2 separate regions of the Oryctolagus cuniculus genome follow, and region 1 is linked to region 2. Evidence: chromatin contacts called from public Micro-C data. All regions are on one chromosome and are shown on one strand. Each heading gives the region's core, a stretch centred on a gene start, on an enhancer-like site or on the middle of the called end of the contact. The rest is flanking DNA. Distances are from core to core; before and after follow the strand shown. Region 1 holds the start of GORASP2 (golgi reassembly stacking protein 2). Region 2 holds the start of TLK1 (tousled like kinase 1).

Region 1 (3,441 bases), core at 337-2,836, 200 kb after region 2:
AAGTCATTATATCGGAATCCTTTTGATGTGTATGGCTTTCTTTCAAATACTCGGGCTCATTACTGCTAATGTGTTTTACTGAGCTCCCCTCCCAATGAGGGCTGCTTATAAAAACATCCCGCGTCCCCAAGGATTCATGGCCACCATCAGCCACGGCGAGAATCTGCTGGCAAACCTGGATCACGTCTCCCAGGGCAGGGAACTCAAAATCAGACCAGGTAAGAGAGAAGCACTTCACTGTCTTTCCTCTCACACGGCCGGTTCTTCCAGGGTCCCCATCAATAGGGCAGCACTCGGGGTGTGTGTGTGTGTGTGTGTGTGTGTGTGTTCTGGTTAGCTGAAGGGAAATAGCGTTTATTCAAACTCTTCTTTTGGGGTGGGGGTGGGGAATCCATCCTTTCCCACCAAGACTGTGGCTTCCAGAGGAATTCTGAGCGGAACGGAGAAGCAACCAGGCCACCTAATCCTGGGAGATCAGAAAGAGGCTGTACGCCAGCCCTCAGCCCGTCGTCAGCGGCGCCTCGGGAACGCTGTCTCACCTAAGACCCGGGACCCAGCAGCGGGGACCAGGGCGCCCCAGCGAGCGCGCTCTCGCCCGGGCACCCCGCTGACGGCGCCCACTCGCACAGGTGTCACAGCGCGGCCATCCGCGCCGGCCCCCGCTCCCTACGGCGCAAAGCCGCTCCAAGGGGCTCCCCCGACAGACTCCGGCCCCCGAGTTTCCCGGCTGGCTCCGCAAGGAGCCTTGTCTTTTTAACCCTGAACTCCAGCGCACCCTCGGCAGTCTCGGGACGAAGTCCCCCCCGCCTTCCGGGACATGTGTTAGAGGAGAGCTGGAAAGGTCGGGGGCGACGGGAGAGGAAAACGTCCCGTCAATATCCAGCAAAGTCCGCCGAAGCCACGTCCAGGCCACTCGGCCCGGGGGCTCCCGGACATCCGGACAAGGCCGGGAACCTCAACACCTGCCGTCGCCGCCCGCCTGCGAGGCTCCCTTCACCACCGCCCCAAGCCCTCCCGGACTTCGGGAGCTAAGAATCGGGTGTGGGGGAGAGAGAGGTGGGGAGCAGAGGGGCTCCGAGGCGGGACAGCAGCCCAGGGCCGTCCCCCAGCCGAGTGCCCCGCAGCCGCCTCCGGCTCCAGCCCGTCGCCCGGAGCGCTCCGGGGAGACCCGATGCGAGCGGCCTCCGCAACCAGCCTCGGGCAGGGCCAGCGCCCCCGGTCGCCGCTCCTTCGCGGGAGCGGGCCTAGCTGCCCCGGGCAAAGGGCCCATCGGGGCCTCCGCCTCCCACTTCCAGCCCGCCGCTCGCGGGCCGCGGTCGGAGGCCTTACCCGCAGGACGTGGTAGCCTTCTGTGCCCCCGCCTGGGATCTCGACGCTCTGCGAGGAGCCCATGGCGCCGGGCGATCGGTGCAGCCGAGCCGGGCGCCGCTCTGCTCCCCGCCCCTCCGCACCGCCCGCTCCCTCCGCGTAGCACTTGGGACGTGGCACTCGCAGCCGCCGGAGAGCCGGGCCGCACTGCCCGCCGGGAGATGGTCGCCGAGGCAGCCGGGGCGCAGCGACGCCACAGACAGCGCCACCTGCCGCCAGCCACCGGGAGGGGTCTGGGGGCGCGCGAGCGGATCGGGAGGGACCGGGGAGGGCGGGCAGGGGCCTAGTCGTCCTCGCGAGAGAGCAGACACACAGTTCCTTCAGTCCTGCTACGGAGCCGTGGAGGAGACAAGCTTCATCAACACGCGTTCCTGCTCGCCCGGAATGACGATTGCTGGGTTGCAACGCCCTCTGGTGGCCACAGGCTGGAAAGGGCTCACACTAAGCTGCTGCAGCTCTGGTTTTGTAGGTCTTGGCCCAGGTTAGGCAGGTGTGGGATGAATCCACGTCCACTCAGCCCAGTTTTATAAAGAGACGCCTTCTCTTTAGGGCAGCTGTCCCACACAGTCATGGAGTCATGGAGGACCCGCCGAGTTGTTTTTTGATGCAATTTTTTTCTCTCCTCTTTTATTGTGAGACCAAGGTCAGATATTTCCTATAAGTAGACAGGTTTTATTTTAAAGCTTTATTTTTGGGGCCGGCGCTGTGACGTAGCAGGTAGAGTCGCCGCCTGAAGCGCCGGCATCCCGTATGAAAGCCGGTTCGAGACGCGGCTGCTCCACTTCCAATCCAGCTCTATGCTGTAGCCTGGGAAAGCAGTAGAAGATGGCCCAAGTCCTTGGGTCCCTGCACCCGCCTGGGAGACCTGGAGGAGGCTCCTGGTTCCTGGTTTTGGATAGGCGCAGCTCCGGCCATTGCGGCCATCTGGGGAGTGAACCAGCTAATGGAAGACCTCTCTCTCCCTCTCTCTGCCTCTGTCTCTCTGTAACTCTTTCAAGTAAATAAATAAAATCTTTAAAAATTTTTATTCATTCATTCTGTTTCAAAGAGAGAGAGCACTCTTGTCCATTGTCTCCCTCCCCAAATGCATGCAACAGCTGCTGCTGGACCAGAGCAAAGCTGGGACGAGAAGGAAGCTGGAATCCGGAGTGGAGCCAGGACTTGAACCCACACACTTGGATATGGGATGCAGGTGTCCAAAGCACTGACTTTACTGCTATGCCAGACGCCTGCTGCCCTTGTTTTATTTGTTGTTGTTGTTTTTAAATTGTATTCATAATTTCCTTTTGAAAATATATTAAATTTTAAAAAAAGATTTATTTATCTATTTGAAAGGCAGAGCGACAGAATGAAATCTTGAATCTACTGGTTCACTCCCCAAATGTCTGCAACAGCCAGGGCTGGGCCAAGCTAAAACCAGGAGCCAGGAGCTCCATCCAGGTTTCCTTGGTGGGTGGCAGGGACTCCAGGACTTGAACAATCAGCAGAAACCTGGATCAGAAGCAGAGTAGCCAATGCATGAACCAATCACTCTGATATGGGTTGTGGGCGTCCCAAGTGGCAGCTTAACTCACTGTGCCACAATAACTCCCTTTAAGTACTGGGACTTTCATGGTTCTTTTGCAGTAATATTATTTTGATTAAATAATAAAAAAATTTGGACCAGCGTTGTGGTGCAGTGGGAAAAGCCACTGCCTGCAATGCCAGAATCTCATGTGGGCACCGGTTTGAGCCCTGGCTGCTCCACATCTGGTCTAGCTGCCCGCTAATGCACCTGTGAAAATATCGCAGGATGGCCCAAGTGATTGGGCCCATGAGCCCACATGAGAGACCTGGAAGAAGCTTCTGGCTCCTGGCTTCAGCCTGGCACAGCCCTGGCAGTTGCGGCCATTTGCAGAGTGAACCAATGGATGGAAGATCCTCTTCTCCTCTCCTCTCCTCTCCTCTCCTCTCCTCTCCTCTCCTCTCCTCTCCTCTCCTCTCCTCTCCTCTCCTCTTCCTCTCTTTCTCTCCCTCTCTGTATAGCTCTGCCTTTCAAATAAATAACATAAATAAAAATTATTTCTCATTCTT
Region 2 (3,390 bases), core at 552-3,051:
GTGCATGAACTTTGGTATACAAATCTAATGGTAAGTGCCTAAGCAAAAGAGAAGCCCGTGTCCACACAAAGAGTTGCACAAGACATGCTCACGACAGCATTACTCATAATGGCCCAAACGTGGAAAGTGCGAGTGTCCATCAACAGTTGCGCCAACAAAGTGTGGTGTGTTCTCACAATGGACTACTACTACTCAGCAACAAACAGGTGCTACTGATCCATGCAACAGTGCAGACAAGTCTCAGAGTCATCATGCAATGAAAGAAGCCAGACAAGAGTATAGACCGTATGCTTTCACCTACCTAAAATTCTAGAAAAAGCCAACTACTCTCTAGTGACAGGAAACAGATCTATAGGGGTGGGGTGGGAGTAGAGGTAGACCCAAGAAGGAACCACAAAGGGGTAGGATAAACCTTAAACCTTGGAGGGTAAAGATGTATTCTTGCAGGGGTGGTTTCAGGCATGCATACCCATCAGTGTACCAAATCATAAACATGTGCGGCTTACTGTACGTCAATTATACCTCAATAAAGTTGTGGGAGCTCCCTGTTAAGTTTGAAAAGTGAAACACGCCAAAAACTCACTGGAGTATCTAAAGCACAAGAAAACTAAAATTATTTCTGAGGCTGACAACCAAGGCTCTATTCTAGTGTGAGTTTATCTGAACAAAACATTAACTATGAGAAATGCCAAGTCATAAAAATAAAAAATAGAAGTGGCATTTTCGTCCCCCTGGTAATCATGTCATTTCCTCACGTCTATACAGTTGCTCTGCATCATAATCTTTTTTTCGTGTTCGATGCAATTTGGTTTTCAAAAAGAGCAATAACCTTGCTGTATTTTTTCCTGAACTGTTAGGCTGCTCTTTCCTGTAGGCGATACCCAGTCCCTGGTGTGTGTGTGTGTGTGTGTGTGTGTACGTGTATGGGCGTGGAAACAGCTACACTGTATCTATAAATTATAGCAAATGCTGTAATTTGTTTTGGGATTTTTGTAGTCTGCTCAGCAGAGGCACTGGAAACACGTTGGAAATTTCTAGAAATCGTACCCTCTTCTACAAGATGAACCCTGTACAGTTTTCCTAATACGTGAATTCAGTGATCAAAATTTTCCGTTTAGATTTTCCACTTACAGTTTTAAAACAAAGCACTGCTATTCTGCACATAGATCTACAACACCGGTGGTGATTCTCAATTCCTTTACTCAACATTGTCTTTTTCAGAAAACATTAGAAAGTTTGGTTTTCCCACTCCCCTCGCCGCACCCCCTCCCCACTTTTTCTCCTCGGCTCCTTTATTTGGTAATTACTCCCATTCTGTAGACGTGGAGGCGCACACGCCCCTCGCCGTGCTGAGGGGCGAGAAAGAAGCAACTCGCAACTTTTCAGTTCCATTTTGAGAAACCATCACATCGAACTCCCGAGACGCGACAGCCGAGAGGCAGCAGAAGCGTTCCTTCCCCCGGCTGGGTGTGGGTCTGGAGCCAGGCGCGCTGCCGAGGCGGAGAGGGGGAGGCAGGTGGCAGCGGCGCGGGAGCCCGAGCGGCGCGGCGGGGGCGCGAGCGGGGCGCGCCTCCCTCCGGCCGCCGCGAGCAGGCTGCCCCCGCGCACGCGAGTCCCTCGACCCCGGGCTCCCGCGCCGCGCTGCAACCCGCCCGGCGCCCGCGTCTCCTCCCCTCGCGCGCGCTAGCTCCCTCCTCACCCCCCGCCCCCAGCCCCCGGCAGGGCCCTCCCCCATGCCCGCTGCTGCGGCCGCCGCCGCCGCCGCTGCTACCGGAGGCGCAGGAGCCTCGCGATAGTGTTTGCACAGGCGGCGCGTGACGCCGCCGCCGCCTGTAACTGATGCAGAGGTTACCCCGCCGCCTCAGCCGCCACCCACCGCCCGCCGCCGCCGCCGCCGCCGCCACCGCCGCTGCCGGCCGGGCGACGCCGGGGGCCGACGCACTGCAGAGGTGCCGGCAGGTTCCGCCCGCGGAAGTCTCCTCAGCCGGCGCAGCCCGCGCTCCGCCCGCGCTCCGACCCCGGCCCCGGCGGGCGCCCCCTCGACGCCTCCGCCGCTGCGCTCCGTCCCTCCGCCTCCTCTCCGGCGCGCCCGCCCGCTCCCTCGCTTCTCCCCCTTTCCCTCCTCCCCGTCCCCTCTCCTTCCCTCACCTCGTCCCTCCCCACCTCCCCTGCTCTCGGTTTCCTCCCCCATCCCCTTGACTCTCCCCTCCCTGCCCTCGCGCTCTCGCTCGCCCTCAGCGCGGCCCCCGCCATGACGGAGGCGGGTGCCGGTGCCGTTGCCGCCGCTGCCGTCGCAGGGGGGGAGTCGGGTTCCCAGAAAGTAGCTTGATGAGTGTCCAAAGTAGCAGTGGAAGTTTGGAGGGGCCGCCATCTTGGTCCCAGCTCTCCACGTCTCCAACCCCGGGCTCGGCGGCGGCGGCCAGGTCCCTGCTGAATCACACGCCGCCATCCGGGAGGCCCAGGGAAGGTAAGCGCCACCGCGCCCGCGCCCGCTCCCGGGCCTCTGCGCCCGCGCAGCGGCCCCCGCGCCCCCCGGGTCTCCCCCGCCCGACCCCGAGGTGGGGGATGGTGGCGAGGTGGACGCGAGGCCGCCGGGCCAAGGGGAGGTAGTGCGCTGTGGCTGTGGGTGGCGGCTCGCGGGTGGCGGAGGGGACGGGCGAGGGGGTGCGCGCTGGTGGGGACGGGGCGAGGCGCAGAGACTCGCCTGGGGTTCCTCCGAGCCGGTCCTGCGAGGGTGGGAAGCCTGCCCCCGGCCGCGAGCCCCCTTCCTGCTCCATTTGCTAGGACACTCGGCACTCTTAACCTCCTGGCCTCCTGTCCCCGGTGGGTTTTCCCTCCGGTTGGAGCCTTCATCCTGGAGCCCCCTCCCCTTCCCCGGCGCACTCCTCCCATAGAGGCGGTCCCCGCTCTGCGAGCTCCGCTACCCGGCGGCACCTGGAGGATGCCCCTCGCTTGCAGGGTCGCTGCCCTTTGGGGGTAGAGCCGCCGGATTTATCTAGCGCACTTTGATCCCCTGCGTGGCCCCCTAGAGCAATTCAAACGGCAGACTGACTCGTGGGCAGGCTTTTAAAACCACCCCCTCCAGATGGTTGCAACTTTCTCTCGTTCGACATCGCCTCCTGCGTGCTCGTGTGTTATCTTGTCGGGTGCAAGGAGGCTACTGTTCTTCTCTGACAGGGTTGTGGGTTTTGTGGGAAATAGCTGCGTAAAGGTTACTGCAGTCACGCTCCAGATCGGTTACAATTGTTTTCTAAGTTTGCTGGCTTCTTGCATGCAAGCGTGCTGCCGCCAGATGTAGCAGTTACACAGCTAGTAAGGCACCGGAGTGCTTTCGACTGAAATTTCAACTTGCTGTATTTAACTTTGGGTATACGACATAAAATGAAATTT

What was found. Hi-C and Micro-C count contacts between places; a contact is called where the count stands out from the background.
Region 1: a Micro-C map of ear pinna shows a contact between it and region 2, with 10 times the contacts expected there. The contact joins the promoter of GORASP2 here to the promoter of TLK1 in region 2. A contact is called at or near these places in 2 of 6 Hi-C or Micro-C datasets (ear pinna and an unstated tissue).

What each region holds. Positions count from the first base shown.
Region 1 is chr3:70,188,128-70,191,568 of mOryCun1.1, forward strand. GORASP2 (golgi reassembly stacking protein 2) reads right to left here and starts at 1,587. Exons shown (of 10, transcript XM_002712278.5): 1 at 1,330-1,587. The coding sequence starts at 1,392.
Region 2 is chr3:69,988,027-69,991,416 of mOryCun1.1, forward strand. It overlaps TLK1 (tousled like kinase 1), which reads left to right and starts at 1,802. Exons shown (of 21, transcript XM_002712279.5): 1 at 1,802-2,467. The coding sequence starts at 2,329.